2 separate regions of the Oryctolagus cuniculus genome follow, and region 1 is linked to region 2. Evidence: chromatin contacts called from public Micro-C data. All regions are on one chromosome and are shown on one strand. The core of a region is the stretch at or near the end of the contact, and the rest is flanking DNA. Distances in the headings are between cores, read along the strand shown.

Region 1 (5,213 bases), core at 1,997-4,496, 970 kb before region 2:
GGGAGGCGAGAGCACGCTACCACGTGAATTCCTGACGTGGCGGAGTGCGTGGGGTGTCACAGAACGTCACTGCCTGTGCAAAGTGCACTGAGGGGCATCCTGCCTGCTCCTCCCTCTCAAACGTTTCAGAGGAAAACCACCATGATTTTAAAAGTCATATACCTGCAGATACGCATGCATGTGCACATATATGTAAACCTGTAGATACGCATGCATGTGCACATATGTAAACCTGTAGATACGCATGCATGTGCACATATATGTGTGTACCTGTAGATGTGTATGTGTGTGTACATGTATGTGTATACCTATAGATATGCATGTGCACATATATGTGTATACCTGCAGATATGCATGTTGTACATATATGTATACCTGTAGATACACATGCATGTGCACATATATGTATACCTGTAGATGTGTATGCGTGTGTACATATATGTGTATACCTATAGATACACATGCATGTGCACATATATGCGTGTACCTGTAGATACGCATGCATGTGTACATATATGTATACCTGTAGATACACATGCATGTATATATGCATATGCCTGTAGTTATGTACACATTTGTACATATACGTATGCACCTGTAGATATGCATGCAGGTGTACATATATGTGACACATGTAGATATGCATGTATGTGAACACACATGTATGTACCTGTATATATGCATGCATGTGTACATATGCCTATCTATAGAGAGAAAGGAGCGGGACAGGGGAGATTCCCACCCACTGGTTCACCCTTCGATTGCCGGCAGTGGCTGGGGCCAGGCTGCAGCTGGGAGCTCGGAACCCAATCCAGGTGTCCCACATGGGTGACAGGGACTCAACTACCTGAGCCGTCACCTGCTACCCCCCAGGACACACATCAGCGGGAAGTTGGAATTGGGAGCAGAGTCCAGACTTGAACCCAGACACGCGGATATGGGATGCCGGTGTCACAGGCAGTGGCTTTCCTGCTGTGCCCAGTGCCGGCCCTAGCTGCACGCTTATACCGCAGGCTGAGCCAAGGTCTGTGAACGGCACAGCCTGGAGCCCAGCGGCTGCGCCAGCCCGAGTGCTTCTGCCCTGGGTTCCTTCGGGTGTGAGTTTGGGCCACAACGAGGCTCAGCTAAGGCTGGGGCCGAAGCAGCAGTGCTCAGGGCGACTTTGCACGGAGGGAAACGCCACTGGTACCTTCAGCTCCTAGCGTCACACAATAGTACATCACCACGCAGGGCCAGCACTGTGGCTTAGCAGGTAAAGCCACCGCCTGCAGTGCCGGCATCCCATAGGGGCGCCAGTTCAGGTCCTGGCTGCTCCAGTTCTGATCCAGCTCTCTGCTGTGGCCTGGGAAAGCAGTAGGGGGTGACCCAAGTCCTTGGGCCCCTGCACCCGCATGGGAGACCCGAAGAAGCTCCTGGCTCCTGGCTTCAGATCAGCACAGCTCTGGCCATTGTTGTGGCCAATTGGGGAGTGAACCAGTGGATGGAAGACACCCCCACCCCACCCCTTTTCCTTCTCTCTTTATGTAACTCTTTCAAATAAATCTTTAAAAATGTATGTCGTCGTGGCTGCTTCTGCTTTTTTTTACAAAACAACCGGCGGCAGGGAAGCCGAGAGCCGTCACCCCTGCCCAGCTCCTCTCTGCCTTCCCTTCAGCCAGTGCCCTCAGAGTGCACCCTTGAAGCCCAGTGACACAATTCACGACCCCGTATGTGAAAGTCTGCAGAGCCAAGGCTCCATAAACCATCACCACATCTTCCTCCAGCGTCCGTCGGCGCTCGGCACCCCCTGCCCGCTTTCCCGAGGAGCCCGTGAACTTCGCTCTGAGAAAGGCTGGGTCCCGTTCCAGGGAGCGAGAGGTGCACCTGGACCTTCACTCCTCTGCGCTGCCAGCAGGCGCCCCGGGTCACCCCAGGTCGCTGCCTGCAGAACTGCGCCCCGCACCCATTGGCACCTGGGTTCCCTGCACGTGTGCCCAGGAGCACGTGGCCAGCCCTGGGTCGCTGGGTCCCAGCCCCACGGTGGCCCCTTTCGGAGAAACCCAACTGTTCCGACTGGGCCTCTAGCAGCCAGACGTCACAGGCAGTGCCTGCGGCTGGGCACACGAGGCCAAAACCCCGCCTGGCTTGCCCCACTCCCTCCAGAGGCGCCTCTGCGGGCGCGGCCAGAGCCCACTTTCTCTTTAGATTTATTTCAGTAATGGAGAGAGGGGACACACAGAGAAAGAGCCGTCCCCTCCTCCCCAAGGACCCACCCGGCGGGGCACGTGGGTGCAGGGGCCGCAGCCTCCAGCCACCCTGCACCAGCTTCCCGGGGGCGGGAGGGGCCGTGCAGGCGCCAGGAGCCCCACCGGCGGGGCGCGTGGGTGCAGGGGTCCAGCCTGGAGTCACCGTGCACCAGCTTCCCGGGCGCGGGAGGCGACGTGGGTGCAGGAGCCCCACCGGCGGGGCACGTGGGTGCAGGGGTCCAGCCTGGAGTCACCGTGCACCAGCTTCCTGGGCGGGGGAGGGGCCGTGCAGGCGCCAGGAGCCCCACCGGCGAGGCACGTGGGTGCAGGGGTCCCAGCCTCCAGCCAGGCGGGGCATGCGGGCGCCCCAGCACCGCGCGACCCCCTCAGAACCTGGACACCTCCCTGTGTGTCTGGGGTTAGCGGAGCTGCGGCGTCCGCAAACACACGGTTTCCCCATCCCGCCCGCAGGAGGCGGCCACGCTGCTGCCGACCCCCAGGACCCCCGGGGACAGCCGCAGGACCCCCGGGAGCGGGGGCGGCCGGCTCTGCGGGGGGCTCCGCGCCCCCGCCAAGGCCCCGGGGCGGCCTCGGCTTCCGACACCTTGCCCCTTCCTTCCCCCATTCATTCTGCGGACACGCGGGCGCCTGCCCAAACTCGGGGCGCCCAGGCGAGCGCGCGTCCGCCGAGGGACTTGCCCAGCCCCAGAGTCCCCGCGTGTGCGCCGGCGAGCCCCACCCTGCGCCCAGGAGGAAGTGGGGCCTGGCGCTTCCCGCCCAGGCCCTGCCAGCCAGAGGCCTCCGGCCGGCGTGACCGCGGCGGGAGCAGGGCGGGTCGCCCCGCCGTCTGCGCACGCGCGCCGGGAGCCCGCTCTCGGAGCCGGCGCACGAGGTCCCGCGGACCGGCGTGCGTGCGCGCTCCCGGCGCGGCCTCCCACGTGAGCCGCCGCGGACACCGCCCCAGTCGTACGTGCAGGGCAGGCCACCCTAGGCCGGCCGAGGGGCGTGCGTGCGCGCGCGCGCGAGCCACGTGGTGGGCGCCGCGCCGTTGGCCCCGCCCCGCGCAGGCCCCGCCCCGCGCGGCCCCGCCCCGCCCGCGCGCCGGCGTCGGCTGCGTCTCCGGCATTTGAATTGCGCTTCCGCCATCTTTCCAGCCTCAGTCGGACGGGCGCGGAGACGCTTCTGGAAGGTAGCGGCGGGAGGCCGCCGGGCGGGCCGCGCCGGGCGTGGCGGCGGGGCCGGGGCGCGGGCCGCGGCGGGGCGGCTGCGGCCGGGCCGCGGGGGGCGGCGGGCGCGGGCCGGGAGGAGGCGGCTGGCGCGGCCGGGGCCGGGGCCGGGCCGGGCCGGGGCCGGGGCCGGGCCGCACCGCACTCAGCCGCTGCCCGCGGCCCTCCCGGGGCCCGCGTCCGCGCCCCGCGCCCCCGGCCGCCCGGCCCGCCCGCCGCCATGGCGCCCCGGGCGGGCGGGCCGGCTTTGTGGGCGCACGTGGGCCGCAGCTCGCTGTCCTCTTTGCAGAAAACGCCGCGATGGCCGCGCAGGGAGAGCCCCAAGTGCAGTTCAAAGTAGGTGCGGGCGGCGGGCGGGCGGCGGGGCCGCGGGCGGGCGGGCGCCTCGTGCTCGGGCGCCGCGGGGCCGCGCTCGCGGGCCTTTGTGCGGGGCGCGTCCCAACTCTGGCCTCCCGCAGCTGGTGCTGGTCGGCGACGGCGGCACCGGGAAGACGACCTTCGTGAAGCGCCACCTGACCGGCGAGTTCGAGAAGAAGTATGTAGGTAGGTGGGCGCCGGGCGGCGGGCGGCGGGGCGGCCGCGCGTCCGCGCGCTCACGGCCTTGCCGTTGCAGCCACGCTGGGCGTCGAGGTGCACCCGCTCGTGTTCCACACCAACCGGGGCCCCATCAAGTTCAACGTCTGGGACACGGCCGGCCAGGAGAAGTTCGGCGGCCTGCGGGACGGCTACTACATCCAAGGTGGGCGCGGGGCCCCGGGGCGGGGGCCCTGCGGGCGGGGGGCGGGGAGCCGCCGGGCGCGCTGCCCGGCGCGCGGGGCTACTTGCTGTGTCATGCCGGGCACGGTGTTCGCAGGACCGAGGCGCGGGGCCCGACACAATGGCAGGCGACGGCCGCGCTCGCGGGACCGGGGCTTCCCGGCGCGTGGTGCTGTAGCCGAGGGGACCTGACCGGGCGACTCCGCCGGGCCGGAGGGCCGAGTTCCCCGGATGGATGGATGGATGGATGGATGGGAGATGCCGCCTGGTGGCCTGCCCAAGTTTTCCTGGGACTTAGAAATGGCCAAGGGAGGTAGTGCCTGTTTGGTCAGATGGAGTAGAAAGGAGTCTGACTGTCCAGGTGAAGGGTCCTGGGGAGCCCTAGCACGTGTGTGCTTTCCCTGAAGGGGTGGGGGTAACACGCTTCTCCCCCACCCCCGCCTTCTTTAGCCCGCGAGTGGTACCGTTTTGTGGGTGGTCTGCCCCGCTGACTGTCCCGGCCAGTGCCGTTGGTCGGTGCCGGTTCAAGGGCTCACTGGGCTGTTCCTACTGTGCGCCCGGTGTCCCCGGTGTGCGCAGTCATCGGAGGGCCTCCTAAGGAGTGTGTCTGCGGCCTTGAGGAGTCGGGTTTCCTGGAGTGCTCATTCATTCATTTCGGATTGTTTGGGACTGAGGGAGCATGGGAGCTGAGGGGTTGGAGCGGGGGAGCTGTCTTTCAGGCTCTCTGGAAAAGAAGTCCGTCAGTGTGACAGTCACAGTACCATGACTCTTAGGATTGGGAGAGACCGTGGAGTTGAGTGGAGATGATCCAGGCGCCCAGAAGCAGGCCTGATTCTGAGCTTTCTTCCTGGATGTGCTGAACTCCGGGTCTGCTAAGTGCCCTGACTTTGTTTTTCAGCCCAGTGTGCCATCATCATGTTTGATGTGACATCCAGAGTGACCTACAAGAACGTGCCCAACTGGCACAGAGACCTGGTGCGCGTGTGTGAAAACATCCCCATCGTGC
Region 2 (5,744 bases), core at 3,032-5,531:
TGTGCCAGCCTAGAGGCAGAGACCAGGCCCTCCCCAGTGGCACCTTGATCTTGGACTTCCCAGTCTCCAGAACTGTGAGAAATAAATTGCTATTATTTATAAACTTCCTAGTCTGTGGTATTTTGTTATAACAGCATAAAGGACAATATCCTAAAGGTCTATTTATGTTGTGGCATTTGACAGAATTTCCTTCCTTCTAAAAAGGCTGAATGCTCCAGTGTGTATATATACCACATTCTTGTTATCTGTTCATCTGTCACTGGCTTTTGACCCATCACTGCTGCCTTGCAGGGTGTGCGTTAGTAGAAAAGCTGGGTCGGATGCAGAGCCAGGACTTGACCCAGGCACTCCCATATGACACACAAGTGTCCCACACAGCATCTTAACTTCTGTGCCAACACACCATTGTTTGCAGGTTTTGGCTGTTATGAATGATGATGCTGTGAATTGGATGTCTAAATACTACGTCCTTGCTATCACTCAAGATTTTCTGGTTTAGAATACACCAGGATAGGGTGGGGGGTAGTTCCCAAAACAAATTTAGGGCATTTGCAAAAATAACCAATGTTCCAGGCCGGCGCCGCGGTTCACTAGGCTAATCCTCCGCCTTGCGGCGCCGGCACACCGGGTTCTAGTCCTGGTCGGGGCGCCGGATTCTGTCCCGGTTGCCCCTCTTCCAGGCCAGCTCTCTGCTGTGGCCAGGGAGTGCAGTGGAGGATGGCCCAAGTGCTTGGGCCCTGCACCCCATGGGAGACCAGGAAAAGCACCTGGCTCCTGCCAGCGGATCAGCGCGGTGCGCCAGCCACGGCGGCCATTGGAGGGTGAACCAACGGCAAAGGAAGACCTTTCTCTCTGTCTCTCTCTCTCTCACTGTCCACTCTGCCTGTCAAAAAAAAAATAATAATAATAACCAATGTTCCTACAATTGGCGCTGATATAGGCAAGCCCAGCTGTACCTCTAACTTATCACTTTCCAATTGGTCCCGCCCATGTGGCCATGGAGGAGTTTCAGAAGTTTCAGGAGTTTCAGAAGCAGATTGCAGAGTGGAGTCCAGACAGCAGCCAGTGCCAGCACCTGCTGAGGGCACTCGTGCCGGAGCTCTCCTGAAACTATCACGACTTAGTACTGTTGGGTCCTACCACAGTCCTATGAGGCAGGTGCTATTGTTCTCCCCATTTCATAAATCGGGAAACTGAGGCAAGACCTCAGCTAGTAAGAGATGGCTCTTGGGTTCAGGTACAGTCTGTTGGGTTCCTCAGTCACTCTCATCGCTACCTAATCATATATCCTCTCAGACTATCACAGTACATGGCCAACATGGTACATGGGGTGAAGCCACCACCACCAATGCTAGTATCCATGTGAGCAGCCCAGCCCCAACTGTTGTGACCATTTGAGGAGTGAACCAGCAAATAGAAGACCTCTTCCTCTCTCTGTAACTCCGCCTTTCAAATAAACTTTGAAAACATAAAAATGTAGAGTTAGGGACCAGCATGGTGGCATAGTGGGTTAAGCTGCTGCCTGCAATGCCAGTATCCCATATGAGCACCAATTTGAGTCCTGGCTGCTCCACTTATATTTTTTTAAGTTCTTAGAATTTACTCAGTGAAAGAAATACACAGGAAAGTGAGGGTTTTATAAGAGGGAGAAGGAGCTTAGAAGTTTACCAGGCTTTTCCAGGGAGTAGACCAGAGGGAGAGAGAGCACATGGGCCGCGTGGAGAAGCAGGCATCAGGGGCGGCCAAAAAGCCACCCAGGCCTCTTGGCGTGGAGCAAATGAGAGAGGGCCCAGGCGCTCCATGCCTTTTATTCACTTCCAAAGGGGCGTGGTTATGCAGGCTGATTGGCAGGTAGGTGTACAGGTGCGGTCAGGGAGGAGCATGAGATCATGAAAAGGGGCAGGGTGAAGGGGTGGTGCCAGCTCACAAATCTAATCAATATCATCCTGTCTGCCTGCCTGTATCATTCCCCCCTCAGATATTCCAGACCTTAATCTTCAGGTGACGTTGAAAGGCATAGAATCGTATCTTCTATAGCTACTTCCTGCTTACCAGAGGCACAGGCCCTGCCTGTCCTGGGTCTGGAAGTCTCTCTCATGAATTGGCTTTATGAGCTGGAGTAGCCTGTCACTGCCAATGGTTGTGTCTCCTGCATATGCTCCACTTCTGATCCCGCGCCTTTAAAATCAGCAGGTGGGTACCTGGGAAATCAGAAGGTGGCCCAAGTGCGTGAGCCCCTGCCACCCATTGTGGGACATGTTTGGCTGTTGTGACCGTTTGGGGAGTGAACCAGCAGATGGAATTTCACTCTCACTCTCTATCTCTCTTTCTATAACTTTGCCTTTCAAATAAATCAATAAATCTTTCTTTTTTATTATTATTTTTTTATTTTTTGACAGGCAGAGTAGACAGTGAGAGAGAGAGACAGAGAGAAAGGTCTTTCCTTTGCCGTTGGTTCACCCTCCAGTGGCTGCCGCAGCCGGCGCACCACGCTGATCCGATGGCAGAAGCCAGGTACTTATCCTGGTCTCCCATGGGGTGCAGGGCCCAAGCACTTGGGCCATCCTCCACTGCACTCCCTGGCCACAGCAGAGAGCTGGCCTGGAAGAGGGGCAACCGGGACAGAACCCGGCGCCCCGACCAGGACTAGAACCCGGTGTGATGGCGCCGCTAGGCGGAGGATTAGCCTAGTGAGCTGCGGCGCCGGCCAATAAATCTTTCTTAAAAAATGCAGTTAACTAGGGCAGATTTTTTTTTTAAGTAATGTGAATTCTTATTCTTGACGTATCTGACCTATCACAATCTTCATTCACTCAGTTTGCTTAACACAGTTACTGAGTGTTGCCAGATACATAGAAGAGCACAGAGCACAGCAGTTTTCCGTCTTCCCCACTTGAATATCTATCAGTGATATGAAACTGTGGTGCTGGCATCCCATATGGGCACCAGTTTGAGTCCCGGCTGCTCCTCCTCTGATCCAGCTCCCTGCTATGGCCTGAGAAAGCAGCAGAGGATGGCACAAGTGTGTGGGCCCCTGCACCCATGTGGAGACCAAGAGGAAGCTCCTGGCCTCTGATTGGCCAAGGTCTGGACGTTGTGGCCATCTGGGGAGTGTTCCAGCAGACGGAAGACCTTTCTTCCTGTCCCTCTCTCTGTAACTTTGCCTCTCAAATAAATCTTACACACACACACACACACACACACACACACACACAACTTGAGCTCTCCTCTTTGGGGTTGTCAGTTTCCACAGAAAGGGCTCGTGTAAGCTCCTGCCAAGGGAAGGATGATGGTGATAATGAAGTGTGACGTAAGCCTGGTGGCCGACATTCTATTGGCTAAATGGCAGAGGGGGGCTGGACACTGACTATTCAGTAGGTGAGCTGCATACAATCCCACCTTTAATACTGCATCTCAAATCCAGGGTCCTCTGATTCTGCAATGAAATGTCTCTAGTGCAGTGCACGATGGAGGGCAACCTCCTGTGCGGACTTCCGCAGATGTGGGGCTGCGCTTTTCCTCCAAGACTCCCAGGCTCACAGGAGCCAACTTGCTTCCTCCGGCACCTGCAACTGGTGTTCTGTGTCCAGGTCGAGAAGTATCCGATTCCAGCTTTCAAAGTCTTACCCGATCTCTGCTGTGTTTCGTTCTTGCGGAGTCAACCACATCCTTTCAGGTGTCTTTGCTTCGTCTTTTCACTATCATCTTAGTAAACAACCTTCTGGAAAAAGACTTAAACGTGTGAGTCCCAGACGCCATGTTTAAACAGAGTCTGGGTTTAAAGTGGAACAGATTCCTCAAACTCAATCACTTACACTGGGAACCACATCTTGTCCCTTTCCAACTTAAAAACGGTTCAGAATGACCTAAAATCCCGCCGCTGGGTGCGACCCCATGCGCTGTTAGCCCGGCCCGCAGCCCGGCCCGCGACGGCGAGGAGCAAGTGCGCGGCGGCCGCAGGCGGGGTCTGCTCCCCTCGGGGCGCCCCGCCACGGACACCCGCGGAGCGAACCCGAGCCGCGCGGCGCGGAAGGGTCAAGGAGGGCGCCGGAGCCGCACGCCCGGGGAGCGCGAGCGCCAGGCCGCGCGGTGGGAGAGGCGGCGGCCTCAGGGCCGCGGGGCGCGCGCTCGCTACAAACGGCGGGGGCGCGCCCGCGCGGCAGCTCCCGCGCCCGCGCCCGCGCCCTCCCTCGCGCCTCAGCGTCCGCGCCCGCGACGCCGCGGAGGCGGGACTTCCGCTCGCCCCGCCAGCCGGAAGTAGGCGCCCGCGGAAGCGAGTGGCTCGCGGCGGGCCGCCGGGGCCGTGTGCGTCTGCGCGGCGGCGCGGGAGCGGCATGGCGTTCCGGCAGGCGCTGCAGCTGGCGGCCTGCGGGCTGGCCGGGGGCTCGGCTGCCGTGCTCTTCTCGGCTGTGGCGGTGGGCAAGCCGCGGGCGGGCGGGGACGCGGAGCCGCGCGCGGCCGAGCCGCCGGCGTGGGCCGGGGCCGCGCGGCCCCCTGGCGTCTGGGACTCCAACTGGGACAGGTGCGCGCGATGGCGGCGTCGCGGCCCCGTCCCTCTGGGCGCGGCTGCCCCGCGCGGTTCGCTCTCGGTTTCCGCCGGCGGGAGGGCAGGGCCGGTGTGGGCGCCGGGACTCCGCGGCCGCCTCTCGAGGGCGGGCGCGGCGTGGAGGCGGCGGCGCCGCGGCCGTGCGTGGTCGTCCGGCGTTTGAGACGCGGCTGCTGAGCTTCGTTCAACATTTCCGCTGAGAGACCCAGAGCGGTGTCTGGCGGTTCTGCTGGGGGAGCCTGTGGGCCCATCGGGCCGGCCGCAGCGCGGGCCGCGCCTCACCTGTTGCTGCTGCCGCCGAGGCTGGAGCCCGCGCGGCGCCGTGACAGCTCGGCCCGTGACGGGACGCGCGCGGCGCCGTGACAGGCTCTGCCCGTGACGGGACGCGCACAGCACGGTGACAGCTCGGCCCGTGACGGGACGCGCGCGGTGCTGTGACAGGATCGGCCCGTGACGGGACGCGCGCGGCGCCGTGACAGCTCGGCCCGTGACGGGACGCGCGCGGTGCTGTGACAGGATCGGCCCGTGACGGGACGCGCGCGGTGCTGTGACAGGATCGGCCCGTGACGGGACGCGCGCGGTGCGTCACGGGCCGGCCGAGCGCGCTGTGCTGCTCTGAGGGGAGGGGTGCGGGGCTGCCGCTGAACGCCTGGCTGTGAGCGGACCCACACCGCTGCCGCTGTCCGCTGCTCCCGCGCCCCTCGGGTTGGGGGGCGCACAAGGCGGTGCTGCTACCCGGCTGCTAACTGAAGCCGGGCTTTCCTGAGTGGCCTCGGGTCCCCTCCTGGCCGGGACGGTTTCTCGGACTGGCTTGGTGACTGTGTGTGTGCTGCCCAGGTATTTTGTAAAAGGTCCCTCCGCGGGGACTTGTCTGCGTTTGTCATTACACGGCACTCCAGTGTTCTGAACTTCTTAGGCTTTTGTAAGGAAAGGTTCGTATGAGGTTAAGAGAACTTGGTGCAGTAGCAGCAGAACTCAGCCCTGCGGCGCCGAGCTGGCGTCTGTGCGGATGAAGAGCAGCTGCAGCAAGTCCTAGAAGGACAGTGCTGGTCTCGCCTCACCTGGCCATGCTGGAAAGTTCTAGAGCTTCGTTTGGTTAAGTCTCCAGCCCCTTGGAGGAGGGCGATCTCATGTGTTCCTTGCCTTCCGTCTCTCCTGTAGCTCCTAAGTGACGCTGGCTTAACCCCAGACTCCCTGA

What was found. A called contact is a pair of places that touch in the nucleus more often than the background predicts.
Region 1: a contact with region 2 is called in a Micro-C map of ear pinna, with 11 times the contacts expected there. The contact joins the promoter of RAN here to the promoter of PGAM5 in region 2. A contact is called at or near these places in 2 of 6 Hi-C or Micro-C datasets (ear pinna and an unstated tissue).

The regions. Positions count from the first base shown.
Region 1 is chr21:1,830,358-1,835,570 of mOryCun1.1, reverse strand. RAN (RAN, member RAS oncogene family) reads left to right here and starts at 3,246. Exons shown (of 7, transcript XM_070066278.1): 1 at 3,246-3,414; 2 at 3,741-3,787; 3 at 3,910-3,994; 4 at 4,065-4,190; 5 at 5,106-5,213. The coding sequence starts at 3,752.
Region 2 is chr21:858,146-863,889 of mOryCun1.1, reverse strand. It overlaps PGAM5 (PGAM family member 5, mitochondrial serine/threonine protein phosphatase), which reads left to right and starts at 4,281. Exons shown (of 6, transcript XM_051836857.2): 1 at 4,281-4,522. The coding sequence starts at 4,335. PXMP2 (peroxisomal membrane protein 2) reads left to right here. Exons shown (of 5, transcript XM_070065714.1): 5 at 1,979-2,113. The coding sequence ends at 2,005.